2 separate regions of the Gossypium hirsutum genome follow, and region 1 is linked to region 2. The links are chromatin contacts, called in public Hi-C maps. All regions are on one chromosome and are shown on one strand. The core of a region is the stretch at or near the end of the contact, and the rest is flanking DNA. Distances in the headings are between cores, read along the strand shown. Region 1 holds the start of LOC107951076 (serine/threonine-protein kinase RIPK). Region 2 holds the start of LOC107952189 (tubulin--tyrosine ligase-like protein 12).

Evidence for each region. Hi-C and Micro-C count contacts between places; a contact is called where the count stands out from the background.
Region 1: a Hi-C map of leaf shows a contact between it and region 2, with 2.9 times the contacts expected there. The contact joins the promoter of LOC107951076 here to the promoter of LOC107952189 in region 2. A contact is called at or near these places in 12 of 34 Hi-C or Micro-C datasets (anther, callus, fibers and 4 more).

What each region holds. Positions count from the first base shown.
Region 1 is chrA06:20,560,165-20,566,493 of Gossypium_hirsutum_v2.1, forward strand. It overlaps LOC107951076 (serine/threonine-protein kinase RIPK), which reads left to right and starts at 3,808. Exons shown (of 4, transcript XM_016885981.2): 1 at 3,808-4,661; 2 at 4,747-4,882; 3 at 4,972-5,108; 4 at 5,212-6,043. The coding sequence starts at 4,278. The coding sequence ends at 5,886.
Region 2 is chrA06:20,391,292-20,397,727 of Gossypium_hirsutum_v2.1, forward strand. It overlaps LOC107952189 (tubulin--tyrosine ligase-like protein 12), which reads left to right and starts at 3,680. Exons shown (of 15, transcript XM_041115301.1): 1 at 3,680-4,107; 2 at 4,197-4,439; 3 at 4,519-4,643; 4 at 4,728-4,944; 5 at 5,030-5,155; 6 at 5,268-5,524; 7 at 5,814-5,921; 8 at 6,109-6,250; 9 at 6,350-6,436. The coding sequence starts at 3,817.

The DNA.
Region 1 (6,329 bases), core at 2,558-5,057, 170 kb after region 2:
AAAATATCTCAAAGTTGTGTATTTAGCCCTACGAATGCCATCTATTTATAAGGAGAAGAAGTGAAACCCTTGTTGAATTAGTAAAAGTCTATTTCAATAGAAAAAAAAATCCTAATTAAACTAGGAGAGAGAGGGGCAACAACCCTAGTTATATATACTACGGTTTGTCGTCCCATGTATTAATATGAGGCATCTCTCGTATCGTGTCCAATTATAAATGCGTCCTAGACTTTTAACCCAACACTTTTTAATTCAATCTAACTTGATACATGTTTTTCTATTTTTCAAAATAAACATCATAAATTAGTTTAAATAACTTCCAATTAAATAATTTTATCAACTCGATTCATTTCTTTAAAATTATGGTAATTTTACTGTAAAAGAATCTATAATAAAATATACTTAATATTTTTACATTCAATGGATCCAAAATGACTAATTAATTTAATTTCATTTTTGAACTTTAATTATTTAATTAATTAAATAATAATTCAAAAAACCATAAATTAATTTTCCAGCTTATTTCCATTTAGTGAGAAAATCACATTTATTTCTAAATGTTTCTCATTTCTCCAACTCTACCATTTCTACCCATTTATGTTCATTTGATTCAACATACAACTTATTTTTGGTTTCAACAAGCTAGCAGAATGACCAATTGGATATATGTAATTAGCACTCAAAAGATTTATAATTAAGTTTTAGTTTTTCACCTATTAATTATAAACTCATGTAGTCACGAAGTTATTCCACTATAGTATTGTGACTAAGCTCTCTCTAACGACATACCATTACTAAAGCAACTCAATCAGTGCTCATCTAATGATCTTGTCATAAGTGTGTTACTCTCATAGGGTATCCTTAATTTCACTGGGATAAATCCGCTCTCTCAATATGATCCTTTTTTATCTTATGGTAACCATTACATCTTCCTTCATTGAAAGTCAATTACTATCAAATAGTAATTAATTCATTCATCACAAAGACGAACAACTCGTTGCCACTTTTACTTTTCATCTATCATGTAATACTAACGAGAGGATAGCTATAAATTCCACTGTTGTGAATGATGCATCAACTATCGATTCCTTATCTATTTGAACTCAAGCTTTTACTTACATCAAAGTATACGAGTCACACATATATAATCCGTCATCCACTTAGGATTAAGGTATGTCACACTATGAACTTCACAAGTGAATAACTCCATAAACAAATTCATAATCTATTCTCCTTGGGTTTAGTCTAATGTACTGTCATTCCAGTCAGTTACATCTATACCCCTATCTTCTAGGAGTCATCTGCTTTGATGCCCAAGACAAAACATCTTTCCAATTGGACTTAATAGACAACATATTAGTCTTTCAATCAGTTTGCTTATTTTCATTTAGACTAAAGACATGTTTAGGTTCGTCTACTAATATGAGTCGTCTTTTCGTATTACGATCTAACCACGTAATACCACTTAGTATTAATTAAATATTAGATAACCAGTGAGTTTTTATTTTTCTTTACATGCAAAAAAATATGTGAGGACAATAGACAAAGGGTATTAATGTAATTCATGAATAATTTTATTAACCAATCTGTTTGAAAAAATTACAAGTGTATAAACAAATATACTACACTTAGGGCACCAAATGCAACATATGTATGATTGCAACAGACGCTGTATTGGTTGTGACCAATAGGAAAAGGATTGGCATGGTGTTAATGTGTAATGTTTTCTGGTTTTCTTACTTTGTTGGGTGGCGATTTTTGTTAGGTGAAGATATGATTTTTCACGTCATTTCTCACAAATGGGGTCAATTATTAATATAAGGTTGGAGGTTGATGGTTGAACCATGAGTATGGTGTCGAGAACTGTAAAGTAGATTATAAATTGGAGAGAAAAAGGTTGTTTTGCCACCCTTGTGGGAGGATGATCCCTTTTATAGATGATGGATCTTAGGGATACTGCAAGTGGGCCTTAGCAAACAACAATCTTACTATATAGACTAGTGTATAAGGTTATGGGCAACGTGAGAAAGACCATACGAGGAGTAGTTGGTGGACGAAAGCCACGACGTTTAGGCTTTGCTTGGTAGAGTCGAGAGAAAATTGGAAGGGTGAAAAATTGGAGGGGTAGAAAACTAGAAGTATGAAAAACATAAATTTTTCCATAGGTGTGCTTAGTAGGAAAGATGGAAAAATGAAAAAAAAATAATTTTCTTTACATCTATTACTTGGTAGAGTTAAAAAATTAAAAGAAAGAAAATAAAACAATTTAAAAATATATAATTTTGAACTAATATACACATCTTTATTATTTTCTCTCCTCTCATGATTTCAATTTAAAATAATTAATTTTTATGCATTAAGATAGAAAATGATTCATCTCTTCTATTTTATTTCCTCACTTTTCTTGTCAACAAAATATACTTAAAATTTTTTTTTTTTTCAGGTTTTCACCCTTCCACTATTTTTGGTACCCAGCTAAACACAAGCACATATGTGGGAGCATTTTGGTTGATGAACGCCTGAAGAGTTGATATTATATATTTTTATCACTCCATATTTCAATCGACTGGATAGTCCTTTTCTTTAAACAAATGCATAATTGTGTGTACTAAATACTTGGTTTTATATTGCAATGCGGTCACGAATTTGAACTCACAATCTTTTTACGAATAATAATGCAGTGAGAGGTGAGGTTGACAATGCCACTTCCAAGTTTTTAAATCCCAAAACCAAACGTGATATTAAGAGGTTTCATTCTGAACAATAATTTGAAACCCTAGAAATTAATTATAACTTTTTACAAATATTTTATAATTTGATCTGGAAAAACTTTATTTATGAGTTCTATTATAATAATTAATTATGATTAATGATAATTTTTATTCCAACTTAATGAAAAAATATATATATCGAATTGGGTAATTCAAGTTACCCATTAAAATCAATGATGATATTCCTCAAGCCATTGGCACTGGATAAGAAAGAAGAGGATTCAACGATGATTATAAGCAACCCACACGCTTTCTGGATGCACGTGATATAAATCCAAAGCTCAATTCAAAGCAAAAATCATGACAATCAAACCCTCCGGAAAAAATGAGGAAAAGTCTTTCGATCACGCGGTTGTGATGAACGATGATCCCCTTGTACTTCAATCGTCATGCAGACAAAATACTTTCATCATGTCCTGTGCACCATCTTAAACAAAGATATGTATACTTTATTTGTGTTCTCACTCCTTGTATTCATTATATATTTCTAGGTTAGTCGCCCTACTTTAATCCCTCTATTCTTTTGTTTCAAAGAATTCTCGTTCAATTAAATTATGTAATATTTGTTAAAATTAAAATATTTGATTTTAGGTGGCAAATTCAAATTTGCGTATTAACAAATATATATATATATATTAACTTCCAATTGAAACAACTCGAGATTTAGAATCGAAAATTTTACACTTTAAATTTAATATTTTTATTTGCTTATATGACCTTCTACACATGTAATTTTAGTCACGTAAACAATATTTTATTATCAATTAAGATGTCAATTATTAAATTAATAGAGTAGAGTGAATAAATTCTTGATGAGGATTAAATATCAAACTAGTGAAGATATTTGTAATTTTATTTTATTCAAGCAAATCTTCTAGAAAATATGGTTATTGCAACTATGCCAACCTCTTTGTTTTACGAAGTCTAAACAAACCCAGAAGTTGAGAGTTGATAAAAAATGAAAAAACGTTCCTCTGACTGCGGATTTTAGTGTGTAACAGCTGGTATGGTATTCTCTCTGAAGGATTAATACCTAATTTCCCTTTTTTTCTTTTTCTTTTTTTGTCTCTATCTCTTTCATAAAATAATTATAAACCCACACTTTAGAAATCCATTTTGGATTTTTTAGTATTGTTTCCATACGAGGAGTGAATTCTGGAAAAAAGAATAGTACAACAAGCGTTTTTCGATTTCTTTGAATCGTCGACTGTTTCTGTGCTTTCATACGGAACATTCCAAATGCCAAAAAACAAACTTCTAATTTTCATGGAAAGTCAAAGAGGGCAGCCGCGTCGTTTTGTATTGAACCAACTTTTGTGGACTTACGGACTCAGTTCACCCAATTCATCCAATGATGTGTATATATATATACACACCCTAATGTCAAACTCTTGTACATATATAGAAAATACAAAGAACGGTGGAACTTGGAAGAATATACTTTTGTTTGTATAGAATGAAGCTGTGAGAGTTGTGCAACACATTTGCAGATTCTGGGAAAAGAGAATGACAGTGATGAAAATTACATGGAGATCCATCATCCCTAGCTGTTCCAAGGGTGTTGTAAAACCAGAAGGCAAGCCTAAGAAGGATGTTTCGAAACAAGGTTCATTTACCAGGTTTGCAATGTTAGACTTAAGTTATCCAAGCTCAATGTTGTCGGAGGATCTGTCTACCTCGCTTGCCGGTTCGAATCTTCATGTTTTTACGCTTGCGGAGCTAAGACTGATAACACAGAGCTTTTCATCGGTTAACTTTCTGGGTGAAGGTGGGTTTGGACCAGTTCATAAAGGGTTCATTGATGACAAGATTAGGCCTGGATTGAAAGCTCAGTCGGTGGCTGTTAAGCTCCTGGATTTAGAAGGCCTGCAAGGACATAGAGAGTGGTTGGTCAGTATATATTAATTGCTTACTTTATTGGACGTTAATTGTTGCTGTTTACTGATTATTGAATAAATTTTTCATTATGGAGCAGACTGAAGTGATCTTTCTTGCACAATTGAGGCATCCACATCTTGTGAAGTTGATCGGATATTGCTGCGAAGAAGAACATAGACTGCTGGTTTATGAATATATGCCAAGAGGCAGCTTGGAGAACCAGCTATTTCGAAGTATGTTGTGTCTGTAAATTACCATTTGTTTCAGTTCATATATAAACAATAAAGGAATTAATGTGAAATGTCAATCTCCCATGGTGCAGGGTACTCGGTTTCTCTTCCATGGGCGACGAGGATGAAAATTGCTCTTGGAGCTGCCAAGGGTCTTGCCTATCTCCATGAAGCAGAAAAATCAGTAATTTACCGAGATTTCAAAGCGTCAAATATCTTGTTAGATTCTGTAAGTAATGCTTTTTTCATCATGTTCTTAATTTTTTACCTACCGCACAAAACTTTTTTCGCTTTAGAACTCCAACATTGATTCTGTATAATCTTTTTTACAGGATTACACAGCCAAACTTTCAGATTTTGGTCTCGCAAAAGGTGGTCCGGAAGGGGATGACACGCATGTATCCACCAGGGTGATGGGGACAGAAGGCTACGCTGCTCCTGAATACGTCATGACAGGTCACTTGACGGCTATGAGTGATGTGTATAGCTTTGGAGTGGTACTTTTGGAGCTTTTAACAGGGAGAAGATCTTTAGACAAGAAACGTAGCCCAAGAGAGCAGAACTTGGTAGAGTGGGCGAGGCCAATATTGAATGATGCCAGGAAACTTGGGCGGATAATGGATCCTAGACTGGAAGGCCAATACTCGGAAATGGGGGCACGAAAGGCAGCTGCATTGGCTTATCAATGCCTTAGCCAACGCCCAAAGCAAAGACCAAAAATGTGTGATGTGGTGGGGATTTTGGAGCCCCTTCAGGATTATGAAGACATCCCAATTGGTTCCTTCGTTTATACGGTTCCAAACCAAAGTGGTTCACCAAAGGAGGAGGAGAAGGAATGTGAATCTAAAATGAAAGAGAATGGGCATCATCAAAGAAACCACAAACCTCATCATCACGGCCATGGGCATCAAAACAGGTCACCAAAAATGTCTCCCATTCACTCCAAAAACGACAACCTTGAAAGTAAGTTGAATTCTCCCTTGCATCATACAGCAAGGGGAGCATAGGGTATATAGATCACACTGTAAATAGGATTAATTACAGATTGCGTTGGATTTTGATCACTGTGGCGAATGATAAAGGAGTGTAAGATTTACATAAAAAAAAAGTGTAAGATTTTCTTGAGCGCAAAGACGTGTTTTACTTGCATTGATTCTTCCAAAATAGAAGATTTTGCTTTTCTTGGTTGAATTTTGAGTTTTAATTGTTTATCAAGCAAAAGACTAATTAGTAATCACAAAGGATTTTGATAAGGAAATAAAAAATCAAAATTTTCAAAATACAGCTAACCATGAAATTAGATTATGTTACTCTTTGTTGGGAAGAAAAATAAAATCAATATCTAAACTCCCACTTAAATTATTTTTAAATCTCCCAATTTACAAAGTCATTCTTTTTTTATATATTAATTTTAAGTTTGTAAATTCAATTATTTAATTTTAAAAATTCA
Region 2 (6,436 bases), core at 2,430-4,929:
ATGTTCCGTGACACTTAACTTGGATTTGTTTCTTGAGGAGTTAACGCTTCTCCGAAGCAAGCTTCGTGCACCCATCTAGGTCCTATCTCCTCTTTGCTTCGGCTTGGGTGATGGCGACGACTAGTTTGTTGTGTCCCATGTTTATATTTTGGGTTACTGTGCGAACTTTTGCTTCGATGGGTTATCTCGTTCTGTATTGTGGTCTTGTTTCCGTTCTCTCAAGTTGTTCTTATAATGCTCATACATGTTGGCTTAGTTTGAATGAAAGATTTCCGATTTTTTCCTTAAAAAATTTGTTAGCAGCAGTTACACATTCCAGCTTTCCATGTTCCAATTGTAACTAGATGGTTGTGCAAGATTTTGACCAAAAATTCTTGTCTTATTTCGGAATTTGAGTAACAATTATATGAATATAATTATTTTGTTTACACTGCGAGGATTACAAGTCTACAAAAGGTTTATTTAAAATAGACTTGTTTATGTGTTGATGTACAAATCAAATAAAGCATTTGTTTATTCATTAAAAAAAAAACATTTGTATGAGGTGTATTTTGATCTTGTGGAAATTGTTTTCACGTTTAATATATAACTAAGCTTTCAAGTGGAAGTTTTACTGGGACAGTGACACTAATGGAATGTATAAGTGTTGTAATTTAATGAGTGAGTTGAACTTAAATCATATATTATATCATTGATTTATAATATATAAAAAAAATTCCAAACTTAAGTAATTCTTGTGTTAATCTGTACTATTTTATTTTTTTAATTGTATTTGTAATTACAACTTTACATACAATTAACAATCATCTCAGCACTAACAATATCAAATAATAAGTTTAATATTATTAAATATATAAATTCTTAAAAAACAAATTGAGTAGGGTTTAATATTTAATTTTTTTTATTATATATTCAAATTCCCCCCTCTCTCTAACCATCTATTTATTTATCAGAAATAATTGTGTTAGGTCTTAGGTCATGGTATTGGTATTTTAATATGCTTAAATTTGTGACCTTCTCCATATACTTTTATTCTAATTTGATTTCTTTGTTATTATAATATCATTAATTAGTTTAAATAACTAATGCTCTTAACTATTATAGTTAACATCCTTATATATATATATATATATTGTAAAACACCAATTTCAACTCAATTATTTTTAGAATATATTTTTTAAAAGACCAGTTAACAATATTAATTATTTGAACTAAATAATAGGGTAAACTACTTAGTTGTTCATAACTTTTTGACTGCTTTCATTTTAGTTATCCAAATAAAATATTTACAATTTGGTTATTGTCATTAAAGAAAATTTTTATTTTAGTCATCCAAACGTGAAATCCTTAACCGCAGCGCACAGTAGCATTTTTGACCATTTCTTTGGCACTCACTATTGTTGATCATCTTCTTCCCCTTCGTGCCATCCCCTACTTCCACCATTCTTCTTTTTCTTCCTTTGCTCCCTACTTCCAGCCTCCGTGCCATTCTGCTTCCATCAAATCTCCCCCATAAAAATCTGATTGAAATGCTAGAATGGTTATAAAAATATTTGTGACTTCATTATTATTTGACCCCGAGTATAGGATGATTTGTTCTCCAATTTCAATCACCAGGAAATAATCATGTATGACACTATCTTCGTATTATTATTTTTAATTAATTACATTTGTAATTGATTTTATAAATGAAGGATTTAAGGTATATTTCTTTGTTTGTGTTCTTTTTAATGTTTAATGGATTTCAAACAGGTGGAATTGCTTCTGCTATTGGAAGATTTAGTCCTTCATTATTGATTGACCCAGAGTACAGGAGTCATTTCAATCACCTTGCATAGCTTCTCGAATTGGAAGTGAACATGTATGCCATTATCCTCCATTCGTATCATTTAAGGTGCATTTGTTTGCTTCCTCCTCAACTACTTTTATTTACATCCATTTGCTTGTTTTGTTTGGTCTTTCTCTTTATGTTCGGTATGGATTCGACAGCTGCTTTTTCTTCTCAGTTTAGTTCTATAGGCTCTAACTGTGGAAATGAGCCTCCTCTGCATTCAGAAGTGAGACCTGCCACCATGGATTCGCCAGGACAACCAGCAACTTCTCAAGATTCCTATGTACGCACTCGGGCTAACGATGTGGTTCTTCTTGACTTCTTAGGTTTTTTTTTTTTTTTAATACATGCTTCATCTAGCATGGGGCTTCGAAGATGATGAGCTTGCTTGTGCAATTTCAGTGACTCATGAATGCATCCATGATACTGACGATCATCTTCAGAGTAAAGATTCCTTGTATTCTGATGAGTTAGGTATTATTAACCTTCTAGTATCACAAAAAATTCTGCTTCTCAAGTCAAGGATCATGTTAATGTTTTCCTAATTATATCGATTTCATTTTTTCCTTGGAAAAGCGGGTCTTTATCTCAAATAAAGAGCCTGTAAAACAATTACGTCGGAACCCAACATTTTAGCCAGATTTCTAAAGGCAGTTCGTATCTCCTTTCTCATGTGCAAAGTGGTCCAGGTAAAAGCATTATTTATGGTTTACAAGCTTGATTGAAATGCTACAATGGATTTCTGTAGTAGCAGAGCATTTCAATCAGATTTTAATGGAGGAGACTTGATGGAAGCAGAATGGCGCGGTGGCTAGAAGCAGTGAGCAAAGGAAGAAGAAGAATGGTGGAAGCAGGGGGTGGCATGGAGGGAAATAAGGTGGTAAACAGTAGTGAGGGTAAAAATTTGGTCAAAATGCTAACGTGGGGTGCAGAGTCAGTTAGGGGTTAACAGGTGAGTTACTGAAATGAAAATTTTCTCTAATGACAATGTTTAAATTGTAAATATTTTTATTTGAGTGACTAAAATGAAAGTACTCAAAAAGTTGGATGACCAATTAAAAAATTTACCCTAAATAATATAATAAAATATAAAAACCAAATTATGTTAGACATTAAAGGATAAATGTTAAATCTTAAATTTAGGCATGGTAAGAGATTAAAACCAATGTTGCTTGAACTAGACCGAATTAAGAATCAAAGACTGGTTCAAAAAGTGGATTTGAATCAGTTAGGCTGGGAATCAGTACGAATTGATTGATCCGGCTAAAAAACTAATTGAATCGGCGATTGATTAAACCAAGATTTTTGAATTTTTTTTATAATTTTGAATTTTGAATTAATTTTAATCAGCCTAATAAATCAATAGCCAGACCGATTCAACCATTGATATGATTTAAAAAAAAACATTGACTAAAATTAAAATTTGATCACTTTTATATAATGTGAGAGAGAGAGAAAACAAAGGGTGTCAACAAAAGAAACCCTATATCATTCATTTTATATATAGATTAGTTAGGTCAAATTCTATTATGAATATTTGTATTATGTGTAAATTATAGATTAATAGTTGCATTTTAATTTGGCCAATTTTAATTTATGCATATTTTGACTTTTGAAAATTTAATTTTGACCTAAACGATAGTAGTTAAATTGTGTTGTTTTTAAGTATTAAGTGGAAATAATAAGTTAATATAATATTATACATATTAACCTAATAAATTTATACAGTTTAGGTTAAGATTAAGATTTTAAAAATTGAAAAGTATAAAGGATAAAAATGTCTAATTTATGGACTAAATTAGTTGGCCCAATGTTAAGTTTAGTTGGGCTTCTTGATACTCTTGCATACAGAAAGATTACCAGACCATTGTTTTGGTCTATCGTCGACCTTTAAAACCTTGAAGTAACTCGGTTCAACTGCAAAAACCCTTCATCTTAAAGGCTAAATCCTCGCTCTCCACCATAGTTGCTGTCATCCAACACTAATGTCGGCCACAAATGCAAGTAATGGCAGTAGAATCGAAACTTACGAGGACTTCGTGAAAGTCCATGATCTGCTTTTAGCAGCATCGGGGCTGCCCCAATCACTTCATTTTAAACTCTTCCAGAAGCTAACATCGGAAACTTTTGATGGCGGAGCTCACTTCCAGATTGAACCCTGCGAGGAAGGCCGTCAGAGACGGTTATTGTTAACCTCCGAAACCATGGCTAAAGACTCCAATGTTTTCCTCGTCGACCATGCCTGGACATTTCGTCTCCCGGACGCCTACAAACTGGTTCGATTTTTTTTTTCTTTTTTAAATAATCAGAATTCATTTGAAGTTCTTTTTTAGTGAAAACTGATATGTTCTGTGATTGATTGCAGTTGCAGGAGGTTCCGGGGTTGGTGCAGCGGATGGCTGCTCTAATGTGCGTGGACGTCGAAGACGACGGCGGTTCAGAACAGGCCGCTGAAAGTGGCGGGAAAATGACCGCCGAGGAAGTTTTGGAGAGCGAAATTCGAAACGCGAAAGAGACCGGAGATGGATTTGTGAGATGGTTGGAGCTCGAGGAGCTTGGACTTGACGACGCCACCTTCCTTTCTCTCAACTTATCCACTAAATTTCCGGTTAGTCAACCATCATTCTATCATACTTTACCTTATTCCAGGTCACTTTAACATATGAACTGTTCTGTTTTGGTCGCAGGATTTATTGGCTCTTAGCTTGTGCGGGAACAAGCTGGAAAACCAGGAGAAACTTGTCGAGGAAGTTACTAAATTTAAGAACTTAAAGGCTCTTTGGTTGAACAATAATCCAGTTCTTGAAAAAAGGTTTTGTCTTGTTCATTCTTGAAGAAGAAAGTATTTAAAGTTACTTTCGGTTTCTGTTAAATGAGTATCTGTTTTTGTGTATAGTGACTGTGGCATGGAAGATACAATTCTTCAAGGATGTCCCAAACTCGAAATCTATAACTCTCGATTTACCCATAATTTTGGTGTGTGGGCATTGGGATTTTGTGCTGATGTGTATGGGAAGGATAATCCTGCAAGTAGTCATCAGGGAAACCTTCCTTTGCAAAGTGTGACCTCACTTGACCTTTCGAATAGAGGCATCCATAATCTGATCAATAAGGTCTAACACGCATTTTCCCTCCTTTTACAAAATTAATCATAACATGGAAACAAGATGCAAGATGATTCTGCTTTCTCTTTTTCAGGCGTTCTCGCCTTTTGAGATGCCAAATCTTTCATATTTGAACATTCGAGGCAATCTGATTGAAGAAAATTCAGTCAGTGATTTGTTTGGACTCTTGAAGGCCTTTTATTGCTTACAATCTTTGGAGGTATGTTTGTTGGAAAACATTGCTTTTGTATTTTAATGAGAACACATGGTGCTACAATAGGTTTGAGACAATTGGAAGGTCATATTTCATCTTAAAATAATTGATCTTGCAGGTGGATATACCTGGCCCACTCGGAGATAGTGCTGTGGAAATTCTTGAATCACTTCCCACTCTTTCCTCATTGAATGGTGTTGATGCATCCAAAATCTTAGAATCTGAAAAGCATATTGTTGATTCAATGCTTCAGCTACGTCTGCCTGAATGGACTGCTGAAGAACCTCTTGCTGATCGTGTTCTTAATGCAATGTGGTTATATTTAATGACTTATAGACTCGCAGATGAGGAAAAGCTTGATGAAAATCCTGTATGGTATGTCTCTTACATTGATCTTTTGTATCTTAGACCATGTTTGATCATTTGTTGAATTTCTTGGAAGCAAGGATCAGTATCTAGGCAAGGTTTAAACATTAAAAACCACAAGGGTTTGCTTACAATTGGAAATTTGGGGGTGTCATTATGGATTTTTGGCTTACCTACTGTCACTGGATGAAATGATAATGACATATTACATGCTAAGGGGTCATCGTTTCTAAGATGCTTTATAAATTAATTATATTTGATTATCATGAAAATATTTAAGTTTTATATTCCTTCGCAGGTATGTTATGGATGAACTGGGTTCAGCTTTGCGGCATAGTGATGAACCAAATTTCAGGGTGGCTCCTTTTCTCTTCATGCCAGAGGGGAAACTGGCATCAGCAGTGAGGTCTTTATTACTCTGTTCAGCAGTTTTGTAGTTATATGGTGTTGTACAAATTTTTGCAAATTCGGAGCTGCATGTCACTGCATATTGATTCATCCATTTGTGTAGTACAATTTTTCTGCTCTTGCAATAAAGGTATTTTGAGGTCCATTCATGCAGATTCATGACACGTGTTAACTTTCTTTCTCAGCTTTTCAATATTTTGGCCAACTCAGAATGTTAAGAGAGGTGATGAGTGCACTCGTGATTATCTATTTGGCATTGGGGAGGACAAGCAGCGTTCTGCCAGACTTACAGCTTGGTTCTACACGCCACAGAAATATTTTATTCAAGTATTTTATCCCATTGTTGGATTTATGTCTGTTTCCATTTAAACTGTGGTCTGCTACTCTGCTTCTTGGTTTCTTAATAATTCACTTCACTTCATGCAGGAATATGAGAAGCATTTAAATAAATTGCAATCAAAACGTTTACCTTCTCTGTCTATAAAATCTTCTGCAACTACTGTTGTACATCGC